3 separate regions of the Mus musculus genome follow, and regions 2 and 3 are each linked to region 1. The links are chromatin contacts, called in public HiChIP or PLAC-seq and promoter capture Hi-C maps. All regions are on one chromosome and are shown on one strand. Each heading gives the region's core, a stretch centred on a gene start, on an enhancer-like site or on the middle of the called end of the contact. The rest is flanking DNA. Distances are from core to core; before and after follow the strand shown. Region 1 holds the start of Tmem98 (transmembrane protein 98). Region 2 holds the start of Rffl (ring finger and FYVE like domain containing protein). Region 3 holds the start of Slfn5os (schlafen 5, opposite strand).

Region 1 (3,885 bases), core at 1,015-3,514:
ACCAAAGCAGCAAATGAGGCCAGGAAAATGGTGGCCAGCACACCTATGGCGACGATCACCACAGTCTCCATGCTTCCAGGGGCTCCCAGCCTCAGTCCACTCACATCCTCTGAGCAGGTGGAAGCTGTGGGGAACATAAAGTCAAGCAGACCTGGTAAAGATACGGCAGGTGTGGGGAGGGGCGGCCGGGTCTTACCTGCTGCAAATGGCCAATGGGGATGGAAAGGGTAGCAAGGCTCCCTCACATCCCCCTGCAAACCCAAGGGCATCTTAGACCACGCCCGAATTTCCCTTCTCTATTATGGTAAGTGGTTATTTTCCAGTTAGAATGAGCTAAGTTTTGAAGCTTAGGACACATTTGCACCTGCCTTGATGACTTCATGCTGTAAGTCATGTAAGTGAAATAATGCCAGGACAGAAGAAGGTTGTACTCAGGAGCTAGCTCCTCTGTGTCAGATACTCCGGGTGGAGCCTAGCAAGGATCGTATGGGGCATCTCTATGTTATGGTGAAGAAACTGAGTTTCCAGGAGGTTAAAGAATTCGTCCAGGTCTACATAGCTGGCCATCAGAAAGCCATTGGTCCAAAGTGAAGAGTCACCTTCCTTTTCCTTTCTAAGGAAGAGTGAGAACCCTGGGATGGGTTGTGACCGACCGACACTTTGAGAGTTGAAAACTTAGAAGCAGAGTGGAGTATTCCTTGTGCAGCACCATCTGGCAGCTTCTCTCACACCAACAGTCAGGTATGGCTTAACAAGATGCTTTTCCGTTCTGAGAAATGCACTGTCAGGTATTGTGGTCATTGTCAAACACCCAGACCGAACTTAGACAAACTAAGACCAGCTAGGACATCATCACACGATGCAATCCTTTGGGACCACCATCCTGAACGTGAGCCATTACTTCCTGCAGCGTGACGCAGCCTATCAAGCTGTGTTAAACTCAGGCCAGAGCCTCTCAGAGAAGTGGTCTTCACAGCATCCTTTCAGGGCAGACCTCCCATAGGCATACCTTTGAAAAAGTTTCCTCCCCTCCCTGGGTTTAGTTTCTTTACCTACAGAAAGGAGTGCTATGCCTCAGCAGTCTGTAGGACCCCAGGCTGGCTCGCCACAGTACTTAGTCTATGTGTGATGTTTATGTCTCCCAGAATTCAAACTCTCTTGATGGTCACTCGGGGAGCACAGATTGACCATCTGCTTACAGCAAACACTGAATTCTGAAGACTAGAGACAGAAGACACAGATCCCCCTCCCCCATGACAATGAACTGGTGGGGAAGAAGGATGCAGCTGTGTAGGTGGGCTATGTGCAGGCTTGGGTAATAAAGAGACTGCAATTTGCATGGCACTTTCTAGAAAAGCCTCCTTCGCAAACCTGGGGATAATTGAGCTGAATTTTGAGGAACGGGTAAACAGGGTGGGGACTTTACTGGCTTAAGTTGCCAAGGAAGCCTCCTCAGCAGTCTGCAAACGCTGCTCTCTCACAGAGTTTTTTGGTTTTTATTTTGTTTTGTTTTGTTTTGTTTTGATCTTATACTCTGTTGGGAAAGCAGGAAGGGGAGGGAACAGGTTTGCCTTAGTTTCTCTAGACACTCTGTGCTGTCCTTCTCTGTCTAGCAATGTTAACCGTTTTCTTTCCTCCTTATTTTTATGTCTTCCTCTCTAGATGTTTTCCTCCAATGTATCCCTTCTCCAGGCTCCCCACATATTCCCTTCCACGCCCCTATTTCTCCAAGCTCCACCACCATCCCGCAAGAGAGTGCCGCTTTCCTCTTCTCTCTTTTTCAGTACTTTCTTTGAGGTCTTTGCTTTCTTGAACTTTCCCTCAGCCGCCTTCTGCGATCCCTCGGTGTGGGCGTTCCTTTGTGCGCTTTTCTTTCTTTGTGTGTTCTCTGTATCTCCGTGACTTTTCCTCTCTCCCTGCATCTCTCTTTCTCGTTCCATCTCCCTCTTAGCTTTCCCCTCCATTTGATTTTAAACCCATCAAGATCCAACTCTCTCCCTTCTTTGGCCCGCCTGCCGCCCCCAGGGAAGGCTGGTACGCGCGCTCAACTTTGGTCCCCAACTTGCGCGCTGCTCCGTTTCCGCAGGGCAGAACAAAGCAGTGTCCCAGCAGCCCACAGAGAGCCTTCCCGCCACCCGCCACCCGCCACCCGCCCCGCGTGCTCACCCACCTCAATTGCAGCTCCGGGGTACGCCGGCTCCCCGCGATCCCCCCCCAAGGCCAAGTCCGAGTGCTGCCCGCAGCGGCCAGCAGCAGGGCATGCCGGGAGGGCGGGCGGGCCGACGACCCAGATCCACCCCCGGCGGGGCGGCCCAGCCAGCGCACCCAAATCCCCCGCTGCCAGGCGCCGCCGTCCCCGCCAGGCCCCTGGCCGCCTGGGGATTGGCGTCCCGGGAGGCCAGGGCAGCTGGGAGACAGTCACTGACGATCGGAGGACCCCTCCACGTGCACCCACGGAAGCCAGGGCAGGATGCATCCACACCCACTGCCCTCCAGCTGGACAGCCTGGGGTGGGGGGTAGGAGCTCCCACAGTTTACACAGTGCTGGGTCGCTGCCCTAGCTGCTGTGTGCAGATTGATTGTAAGGACTCAATAGCTGTGAGCGATTTGACCTCACTTCTCTGTGCCTTGCCGCCCTCCTCTGTAATGACCCTGGAAACTGGTGTCAGGGTCAGTGACACACTGCACACATTTTGGGGCAAGAGCCTGGCCCAGGGCTAAAAGTGAACCAGTAGCCTAACTTAAAGAGTCTTGCTAAACACTGCCTAGCCAGGACCCTGGCAGGCAGTCGTGCGTTCTAAAAATCCTACTGCAGAGAGAACATACCTCACGGGTCAGGACGCAGTCCAGGCTGTTGACAGTCACCAATAGGCTGCTTTCGGGCCTAAAGATGCCAGCTGATAGCAGCAGTTTAGGATTCCAGGCCCCCCCTCCCCCCCCCCCCCCCCCCCCGCAAAGGCTTACGGAGCAGACTATTCTGGGTAAGGATCCCAAAGTCTATAAAGACCATGTTTTACAATGAGAAGTGAGTGGGCTTTGGATGGTTAGTTATATCCTGATCTGCCCTGAGGAAAAGGCAGAGCCTGCATAGGCCGAGTAAAACGTGGGTGGCCTGTCCAGATCTAAAACAACCCCACTTGCAAGGACCTAAGATGACAAGAACCAAAGGATGCAGGTGATTTCTCCATCAACTCGATGCAGTATCTGCAAACCAGAGCCTATAGTCTCCTCCAGACCCCAGTCTTTTTGTTTAGTTTGGTGTGTTTGTTTGTGCTCCTTTTTTGCCCTGCTAGAGGTTGGATGCAGGACTTCTTGCATGTGATACAAGTGTTCTACCCAATGCAAGGGATGTCACCTCCAGACAAGCAGTCCTAGGTTGTATAAGGAAGCAGGTTGAGCATCCCATGAGGAGCAAGCCAGTAAGCTACACTCCTCTGAGGTCTGTGCTTCAGTTCCTGCCTCCAGGTTCCTGCTGAGTTCCTTCCCTGACTTCCTTTCAGGACTGAAGCCTGTAAGGTGAGATGAATCCTTTGTTCCTCAAGTTGCTTTTGGCAATGGTATTCACAGCAATAGAAACCTACCGAGTGCAAGAGGACACTGAATGTCAACATCCAGTCTTCGTATGCACCGCACAGCCTAGTGGTAGAGTGAACCCAACATGCACAAGCCATGTTTGATCCCCAGCACTTGGGAGGGGGAGGAGGAGGGGTAGGGGGAAGGAGGAGGGGGAGGAGGACCTTTGCTTCCAATTCTTGGCGTCCTATCTGGAAGAGAAGGCTGGGGAGTGGTTTTATCACCCTCTGAAGTGCTTTCATGCAGACCTTTGGAGCTCTGTGCCTATCAGTGAGGGAAAGGTCACAGCACAGCAGCAAATATCAGAAAAAG
Region 2 (4,176 bases), core at 895-3,394, 2.1 Mb before region 1:
TTTTCCTTATTGGTAAAATGTGTATCTCAGGGGAGTTAAGTAGGTGATTTATGCAAAGTGCCTTTCACAGAGAGACTAGCACATAGTAGGTGCTCCATCACTATTAGTTCTTCTGGCGCCTGCCAGAAGTAACAGAAATCAGGGCACTAGGACTTAGAAGCCTTGCTGCTACTAATAAAAGAAATAATGTGATTTATTTTTTCAGTGCTGTTTGGGGAAAGGCGTGTGCTTTATAAATATGTATTGGAAAGTACTTAGCAAATGAGTAGAAATAATAAAAATATGTCAAAGGAAACAGCTCCTATAAATATGTCACTTGGTAGACAAATTAGTGTTTTATTACTACTAAATACTATTGCTCGCCGAAAAGGATTTCAGATTACTCGCACAATGGGTACATTATTGAATGCCTCTGCGGAAGGGCACGATAAAGATGAAAAATTGTGATGGTGATAACGCCTAAGGTGGAGAAAGGAGGGGTGTGGGTCCGAGGCCTCGCTCCAGTAAGCTGCTCATTATTTAGCAGCAGTCGGATGATTTAGCCACAATATGGACCAGAGGGCCCTGAAAAAAGGATTTCTGTTGGATACCATGAATTCAGGCCCTGATTATCGTCCGACTGGGGGTGGGGTGGGGTGGGGTGGGGGGTAAGTGCACTTCCTTTTCAGAACTGGGCACTCTGGTTGTGAGTTAACAACAACAACAACAAAAATCGCAGGTCTGGATCTCCTTTCACTTCTGTTTTGGACCTATTACATGTCTGTGGCTATCATTCATATCCAGAGATGGACAGTGTGGTGAAGAACCTGTGTCTCCAGCACGGCGCTCAGACCCATTTCAGAAATATCAGAGGATGGACAATGTTGGTGCGTCAAAGGAACGGAAACCAGAAAGGGAAGGGAGAAAATGATATACACCTTTGTGGAGGAAAAAGTCCGGAGAGAAGCGGAGCTCATAGGGAACTGCAGCAAAGCGAAGCTGCAGAAATAAGCAGGCAGGAGAAAGGGGCAAGGGGCGAACATCCAACTCAGGTGCCAGGGGTCCTTAGAAGGCGGGGCTCCCTGTACACTCCAGGTTGGAGAAAGAAAGAGTTTTGCATCTGAGTTCTGCTTTTCTCTGTGTGGAAGCTCGAAAATTACTTAAAATGTAGATCCTTGTTGATAACAAGCATATAACAGTACAGAGCGTGCTGGGGTGTTCTGAGAACTGGAAATAGCAAAGGGCTTATAAAGTGAGTCTGGTACGGATGCACATATTTTAGCTCTGGTTCCCTTCTGATAGTCTTTATTTTAAAATACAAGGGGTAGCACTGTGGTAGAGCACTTGTCTAGTATGTACAAAAATCCCAAGCACCAAAATATTGAATAAATCAAAATACAAATTGCTCAGGAAAACTCTGAGAGGTCTTTGATGGGAACCTGAAGCATAAGAAAATGATGTCACTAGACACCAGCCAGAAGAATTAGCATTTATATGACTTCCGTGACTAGGCATCTTCTTAGATCACTGGCTAATGATCCCCTATGCTACCCTGGTGTTTTATGCTTTACTAAGGCCTTTGTGCATTATCTCATTTAATGTGCGGGCCCAACCGGCCTTTCTGGGATGGGGAAGATATTGGAAAGGTTAAGTGCCTGCCAAAAGGTGCACGGGTGATGAACGATGGCTGGGTGGTTTCTTAGCAGTCGTTTTTATTGTACTGCAACCTTTCTCAGCTGTGTCCCCACCTTCCTAACATGAAAGTAGCTTATCCAAGGAGGAAAAGACAGGTTATGATGCCCCACTGAATTGGCTTTTAATATCGCCAAGAAACTTAATAAATTAGATGAGTCTGGGGTTCTGGAAATCTGTCGGGTACGATGAAACATGAAATCAAGGGTTCAATATTCAAACTTTACTATAAAGCTAGTTAGTGATCTTAAGGGACTTGCTCAAGATCACCACATAAGGGATTGGTTGGCTCGGCCTAGACTGGGGACTCCACACCTAGCCGGGCTCCGACAGAGGGCGCTCGCGGAGGCTTGCACTCTAGACCGCCGCGCGCCCGATTCCTCTCTATGGTGGCGGGGGCGTGCGCTCCCGCGGGGGTGGGGTGGAGGGCGGGGCCGCAAGCCGGGAGGGCGGGGCCGCACGCTGGACGGGCGGGGCCCACGCCGAGCCGCGGGGGACTGGGTTAGTGGGGGTGGACTTCCTGGGGCCGCCCGTGAGGATGTGGTTCGGGCACCCGGGCGCCCCTCAGGCGTGGAGTTGCGGCGGCCGCAGACCCCGCAGCCCCGCTGCCTGAGTGGCCGCGGTCGGGATCTGGCCTCTGCCGTCCCAGGTGTGGCCCGGCAGCGTCCGCGGCAGGTGAGGAGGCGGTGGCTGTGGCTGTGGCGGGTTGGGCTGGAGGATCCGGTGCTTCAGGCTGTGCTCCGGGGGGTGTGAGGATCCAGCTGCGCTCCGGGAGTGGGGCAGCCCTTTCCAGGAACTCCCCACCGCCAGGTCACCCCACACCTGTCCCATGAAAGTGCCGCAAAGCATTTCGTCTGTGTGCGCCGTAACCCGGGACGTGTGTCCTCAACTTGTACCCAAGTGTCGTAAGAACCCGGTAGGTCCTGGGGAAGGATGCATTTCTGTAGGACAGAAAACCGTCTACAGAGGCAGAGCTTTGGCGGCACTGGCTCTCTACCAGGAGGACCCTGGAGATTCGGAGTTTGGAGGTTAGATGGGAAGTTTGGGATGCTGCTCTCCCCTCCTCCCTCCTCCCTGCCAGAGTCTGCTGTCTGCCTCTTGGGAGTCGACCTCTGTCCCCGACGTGTGTTAGGTCGCCACTGTGTGGTCCTGGCCGAGACTCAGAGGGAAGTAGGGCCCCTCTCCAGCTGGCTGCCCAGGAGACATTTGACCGGGCATGGGGAAGTCTGGGTAGATCAGGGGAGTCCACAGCCTTTCCTGGCGTCTGTTTGAGCTCCGATTTAAGACCGGTAGAAAAAAACAACAGCAGCGTACTTCTTCCTTTTTTCTTTTTTTTTTTAAAGCTGTCATGGGGGTGGGGGGGTGCTGTTGTGTAATCGAGGAAGATTTCCACATTCCTCTCAGTCCACCACGGGGAAGATTATTCTTAGCTCGGAAATGGGGTTTTACCCACAACTCACACTCTGTGCCCTGGTTAAAGGCTAGAGTGACGCATGAACAAACACCCCAGGATGCGTGTGGCCTTCCAAGAAAATAGTAACCTCCTTATGTATGTTTTGGCTGGTGGCTTGGAGAACCGAGAGACTTCCTGTCGCCACTTTTGAGAGCTGCATGGTGGTTCTTGCCTTGACAGTTCAGTATACTGAAATGTGGGCAAGGCTGTTCGAATACTGTGGCATTTTTCTAGGAATGGAAGGGGACTATGTCCTGGGCAGTTTGTAGAGTTCTAAGACCAAAACTGGCCGTATATTTCCTTTGTGGCAGCTTCCTTATCCTTCCCTCCTCTCCCCCCCCCCCCCATTCTTTCTAATGTTAGCAACTGTTTGTAAAATTTCATATTTGCTAATTCTGGACTCCAGAGTACAGTTAAAAAGTTGTGGTTTATTGGAGGACAGTAGCAGATTGATGTGTCAGGGCTAATTAATAACTTGATGGTGTTCAAAGATGTCCATGTAACAGAGGATACACACTCACCTTAATGTTTAATCACAGAGCCCAGTACATTAAAACTTCTTAGGCCGGGCAGTGGTGGCGCACGTCTTTAATCCCAGCACTTGGGAGGCAGAGGCAGGCGGATTTCTGATTTTGAGGCCAGCCTGGTCTACAGAGTGAGTTCCAGGACAGCCAGGGCTATAGAGAAACCCTGTCTTGGAAAATCCAACCAAAAAACAAAAAAGTTCTTATATTGATTAGCTGTGATCCTGACTCTTTACACTGGGATCCAGGGTTGTAAATCCATCAAATTGACCAATTTAACCAAGTGCTAAAATAAAAACAAAAAAAGAGAAAGCTGTTCTCAGAAAGCTTAAGTTCTTTCTTTCTTTCTTTCTTTCTTTCTTTCTTTCTTTCTTTCTTCTTTTTAGGTTTTTTTCGAGACAGTGTTTCTCTGTAGCCCTGGCTGTCCTGGAACTCACTTTGTAGACCAGGCTGGCCTCGAACTCAGAAATCCACCTGCCTCTGCCTCCCAAGTGCTGGGATAAAAGGTCTGCGCCACCAGGCCCAGGG
Region 3 (3,924 bases), core at 257-2,756, 2.2 Mb before region 1:
TGAAATCATAGCTTGCAGTTTGTGAACTTACATTTCAAACTATGTCCTGCTAAAGATGGACACACTCTCTCCCCCTCTCCCCTTCATGCTCCCTCCACACACCAAGATCAAGCATTTCTGCCGGTGGCTGTGTTAAAAACAAGGAAAATATCTGAGTCTACGAGAAGTCAGCAGTCATCTCATAATTAGCTCTTTCCTGCCTACCTCAAACAACCAGTCCTTCCTGATACACACACACACATACACACACACACACAGAGAGAGAGAGAGAGAGAGAGAGAGAGAGAGAGAAAGGATATCTCAGTGCCAGCTAATTGCTCTGCTGTCTCTTCCTACTGTCTACATCCCCCATACTCATATTTGCTTGCCCTGAGTGTGGCTGATTGTACATGAAATGTTTTTGGTGCTTAAATGTTTAGATCAAAGAGCTTCAAAGACAGCTAGAGACCAACCCAAGCTAACTGAAAACTGGCATCTTCCTATCAAAACACAACCTTTACAATATACAGATGTGTCCTTGCCCTGGAAGCCAGACAGAGCAGAGCATTGTAGAAAATGGCCGTCTCAGATCCCATTGGAATGATCCCAAACACAATACTTCTTTCCATGCCTGAAAATCGGTGAACACTCTCCAACACGACGTGACTACCCAGACTATCCAACCCCTCCCTGACCTGCACTAGTAAACTGGGCTCCTCAGCGAGCTGAGACATGGACCTCCTCCTCATTGCTAGCAGAAGCTTGTCTCTACATTTTTCTATATCTCTGGCTCTAGTGAAAAGAACAGCAACATCCGTGAAATAGCCAGACCTCCAAAGACTCTGGCATTTCTCTGCTACATAGACTGACATCTGCTCCAAATTCAAGTTATCAGTAATCTCTAAGTTGCCTGTGACATCTGGACCCCATTCAAGTTCTTCACCCACCATCAAGGCTTCTTGGGGGACATTTGGGGGAGGATTTTCTCTGATTTGATGCATTATATCCTGAAGGTAGCTGGTTATGTTGTCTCCGCTGCGGAGCATTCTGGTGAGCTTCAATAACGGCTTCTGGTGTTGGAGCTCAGGGAGGCCACTGCAACACAAGTGATTGATCTGAAAGTAATCCAGAAAAATGTAGAGAACTCCTGGGCCATCTCTCGCTCTCTGAGTGATGGCTTTGGCCTTTGCGTACCAGTTCCCGTCCTCCGTTCGGAAATTCTGAGCTTCGTCCACGATGATATGTTGCACATTATCAAAGGTATTTTTCATGAAGGTTTTCCGTGTCACTGCCTGGCAAACGTTTTTCCTGATGCAAGTGTAAGAAACACAGTCAGATTTCCTCAGCTAAGCAAAGAAAGGCAGCCCAATAGATAGGAATAGTTCCTGAGCATGGAAGCAACAACCCAGAGCTTAGCCCTCGAAAGCCACGCCCATTCAAATTGCCCACCAGAAAGAAATGAATAGTCAGGTTGCTTACCTCACAATGAACCTCTTCAAGGACTGGTTCTCACAGATGTAAAGAATGTTGTCAGCTTGACAGTTGAACACATTCCTGATCTTCCCCACGATCATGAGAGCTAGAGTGGTCTTCCCTGATCCAGGTAAGCCGTGAACAAACATCTCTCTGTGCTTGCTCAGGTTAGTTGAAAGCAACCCGTACTGTTGGTCTGAGAGCAGGGCCACAGTCTCAGACTCCAAGTTTAACTCTTCATTTAACAGGGGTCTGAACCCAAACAAGATGATCACAAGAGATTGCAACAGAGCTTCCACCTGCTGTGTGGTTATGAAGTTATAGGATTCGGGGTACACTGGCATTTCTAAGTCATTCCTTACTCTTTGGTGAGAACCCAGTGGTAAGACCAAGGGAATGATGCCTAATCTTCCAGGGTAGCCACCCATGTTCACCAGCTTCTGCTTCAGGGTACGGGCAACTTTCATGGAATAGTGCCTGTTCCCCAGATCCCACTTGTTGCAAATGGTGTACAGGATTGGAACGTTGTTCGGGGAAATCAGAAGAGCGTCACAGATGACATCTTGCCTCCTCTGAAGACCTAGATCTACAGCCCAGCTGTGGGAGAAGATCAATATCCCTTGAGAGAAACAGCGCATTTCCATATTTATTAAGTTTCTTAGTCCTCTGTAATCTGCGAAGAGGTCCTTGTAGACGCTCTCTGGAGTATATGTAATCCTGTTGGGTGACACTAGACAAGGAAAGAATCGGAATGAATCAGAGACAAGCTAATAATCACCATTGCTGTGGGAATCTTTCTTGAATAAGCACTCTTGAATAATCTTTCTTGAATAACACCAATGAGAGTGGAAGAGAGGACCAGTGGATGAAAAGCCTTCATGCCCGTGCCATCTGTAATAACGCATTACACTTTAAAACCACTAGGTGGAGGGAGCGAGCAAGCAAGATTTTATAGAGTATGTGGCAGGCAGCAGGATTTAGAGGGCCAGGACTTATTTATTTATTTGTCTATTTATTTATTAACTGTTTCTCCAGGTCATTCTGTTTCAGATGGCAAGTGAAGCCCTGCTTGGCCAACAGATGTACAAGCAGTGCTTTAAGTAAATCACTAAACAAATCAGTAGCTAGTAATTAGTCTTACTCTACCATTATATGATGTAGATCTCGATCTTTGAGCTCTATCATGTATCAATGATCAGTTTTATATTAGTAACAAAAAGAGAAGCAATCTTGAGTCTGAGGGAGCCCATAACCAGCTGTGATCAACATGGACTACACTGAGAACACAGTAGCCAAGGCAGCAAGAAAGAACCTCTCTTGGACTATGAGAACACTAGTGGGAAGGTGGTGCATGCCTTTAATCCCAGCCCTCGGGAGGCAGAGGCAGGCAGATTTCTGAGTTCGAGGCCAGCCTCTACAAAGTGAGTTCCAGGACAGCCAGGGCTACACAGAGAAACCCTGTCTAAATTTGTCTTTGTTCTATGTCCTGCAAAAGCTTAATGGTGAAACAACTAAAACCAAGAAAAATCCAGAAACACCAGAATGTTTCAAAATATTTTCTTATCAATAAGAGAACCTAGAAAATCTATGAACAAAGTCACAAGATGTACCTGGACATGGTCCACACTCAGCCCTGCACTTGCACATGGCACATGGCAATAATGCACTCGTTCTCACTGCTAATGTTGGATGCTGCAACTACATTGCAACATACTTACCCACTGTGGTAATGGTTGTAAGCCATCATGTGGGTTCTGGGAATCAAATCCAGGTCCTCTGAAAGAGCAGCCAGTGCTTTTAACTGTTAAGCCACAGCTCCAGCCCCTCTCTGCACTTTCCATAGGTGGTTTTGTATGGACTCAAAACAAGGCTTTTCTCCCCCAAATATGGAAACAGTCAACCTGTTCCAAAGTGGCCAGAAACAACAGTTACCTGGAAAGTAATCCTTCTGCAGGTCTTCCACACATTTCAAATATTTATGTGTGAACACGGTCTTGCTGCAGGGTGTGGTGTTTAACATACTCTTCCAGGGGATCATCTGAGGGAAACTGGAAAGGTCTGAGGAAACATGAAACAACCGTTGAGTACACAGAGGGCAGAAAACGCCTCTTAGCTGAACCATTTGCAGATATTTGCATTTCCAGCACAGATCAGCTAGAAACCAAACCCAGGTTCTCTGCCAGAACTGCCCATGCTCCTAACCTCTGAGCTACCTCTCCAAACCTTTAATAGTTAATCATATTGAAATAAAATTATTGTATATTTTTAGAATACTATTTTAAGTATATGTGAATAGAAAATGTGACGGTCAATGGTCTAGGATTCTGAATAATTTTGAAATGACCTTTTTGTTTGTTTGTTTTGTTACTTTTTAATTGGTTATTCTGTTTACTTTTCAAATGTTCTTCCCCTTCCCAGTTTCCCCTCCACAAGCCCCCTATCTCCTCCTCCCTCCCTGTTTTGTTACTTTTG

Evidence for each region. Promoter capture Hi-C pulls out the DNA fragments that hold promoters and counts their contacts. HiChIP or PLAC-seq counts read pairs in DNA pulled down with a chosen protein or histone mark.
Region 2: a contact with region 1 is called in an H3K27ac HiChIP or PLAC-seq map of embryonic stem cells, with 9 times the contacts expected there. The contact joins the promoter of Rffl here to the promoter of Tmem98 in region 1. A contact is called at or near these places in 1 of 39 promoter capture datasets (embryonic stem cells) and 2 of 115 datasets of contacts at active chromatin or transcription factors (both in embryonic stem cells).
Region 3: a contact with region 1 is called in a promoter capture Hi-C map of stem cell-derived epiblast-like cells, with 6 times the contacts expected there. The contact joins the promoter of Slfn5os here to the promoter of Tmem98 in region 1. A contact is called at or near these places in 3 of 39 promoter capture datasets (hippocampal neurons, liver and stem cell-derived epiblast-like cells).

What each region holds. Positions count from the first base shown.
Region 1 is chr11:80,808,745-80,812,629 of GRCm38.p6, reverse strand. It overlaps Tmem98 (transmembrane protein 98), which reads right to left and starts at 2,264. Exons shown (of 7, transcript NM_029537.2): 1 at 2,171-2,264; 2 at 1-124. The coding sequence starts at 71. It overlaps Gm31228 (a long non-coding RNA gene), which reads left to right. Exons shown (of 6, transcript XR_001780272.2): 4 at 619-741; 5 at 3,501-3,885.
Region 2 is chr11:82,869,178-82,873,353 of GRCm38.p6, reverse strand. It overlaps Rffl (ring finger and FYVE like domain containing protein), which reads left to right and starts at 2,144. Exons shown (of 7, transcript NM_001007465.3): 1 at 2,144-2,346. It overlaps Rad51d (RAD51 paralog D), which reads left to right. Exons shown (of 10, transcript NM_011235.4): 10 at 1-291.
Region 3 is chr11:82,958,263-82,962,186 of GRCm38.p6, reverse strand. It overlaps Slfn5os (schlafen 5, opposite strand), which reads left to right and starts at 1,506. Exons shown (of 3, transcript NR_045932.1): 1 at 1,506-1,582. Slfn5 (schlafen 5) reads right to left here. Exons shown (of 6, transcript NM_183201.4): 4 at 3,385-3,510; 5 at 1,459-2,182; 6 at 1-1,287. The coding sequence ends at 483.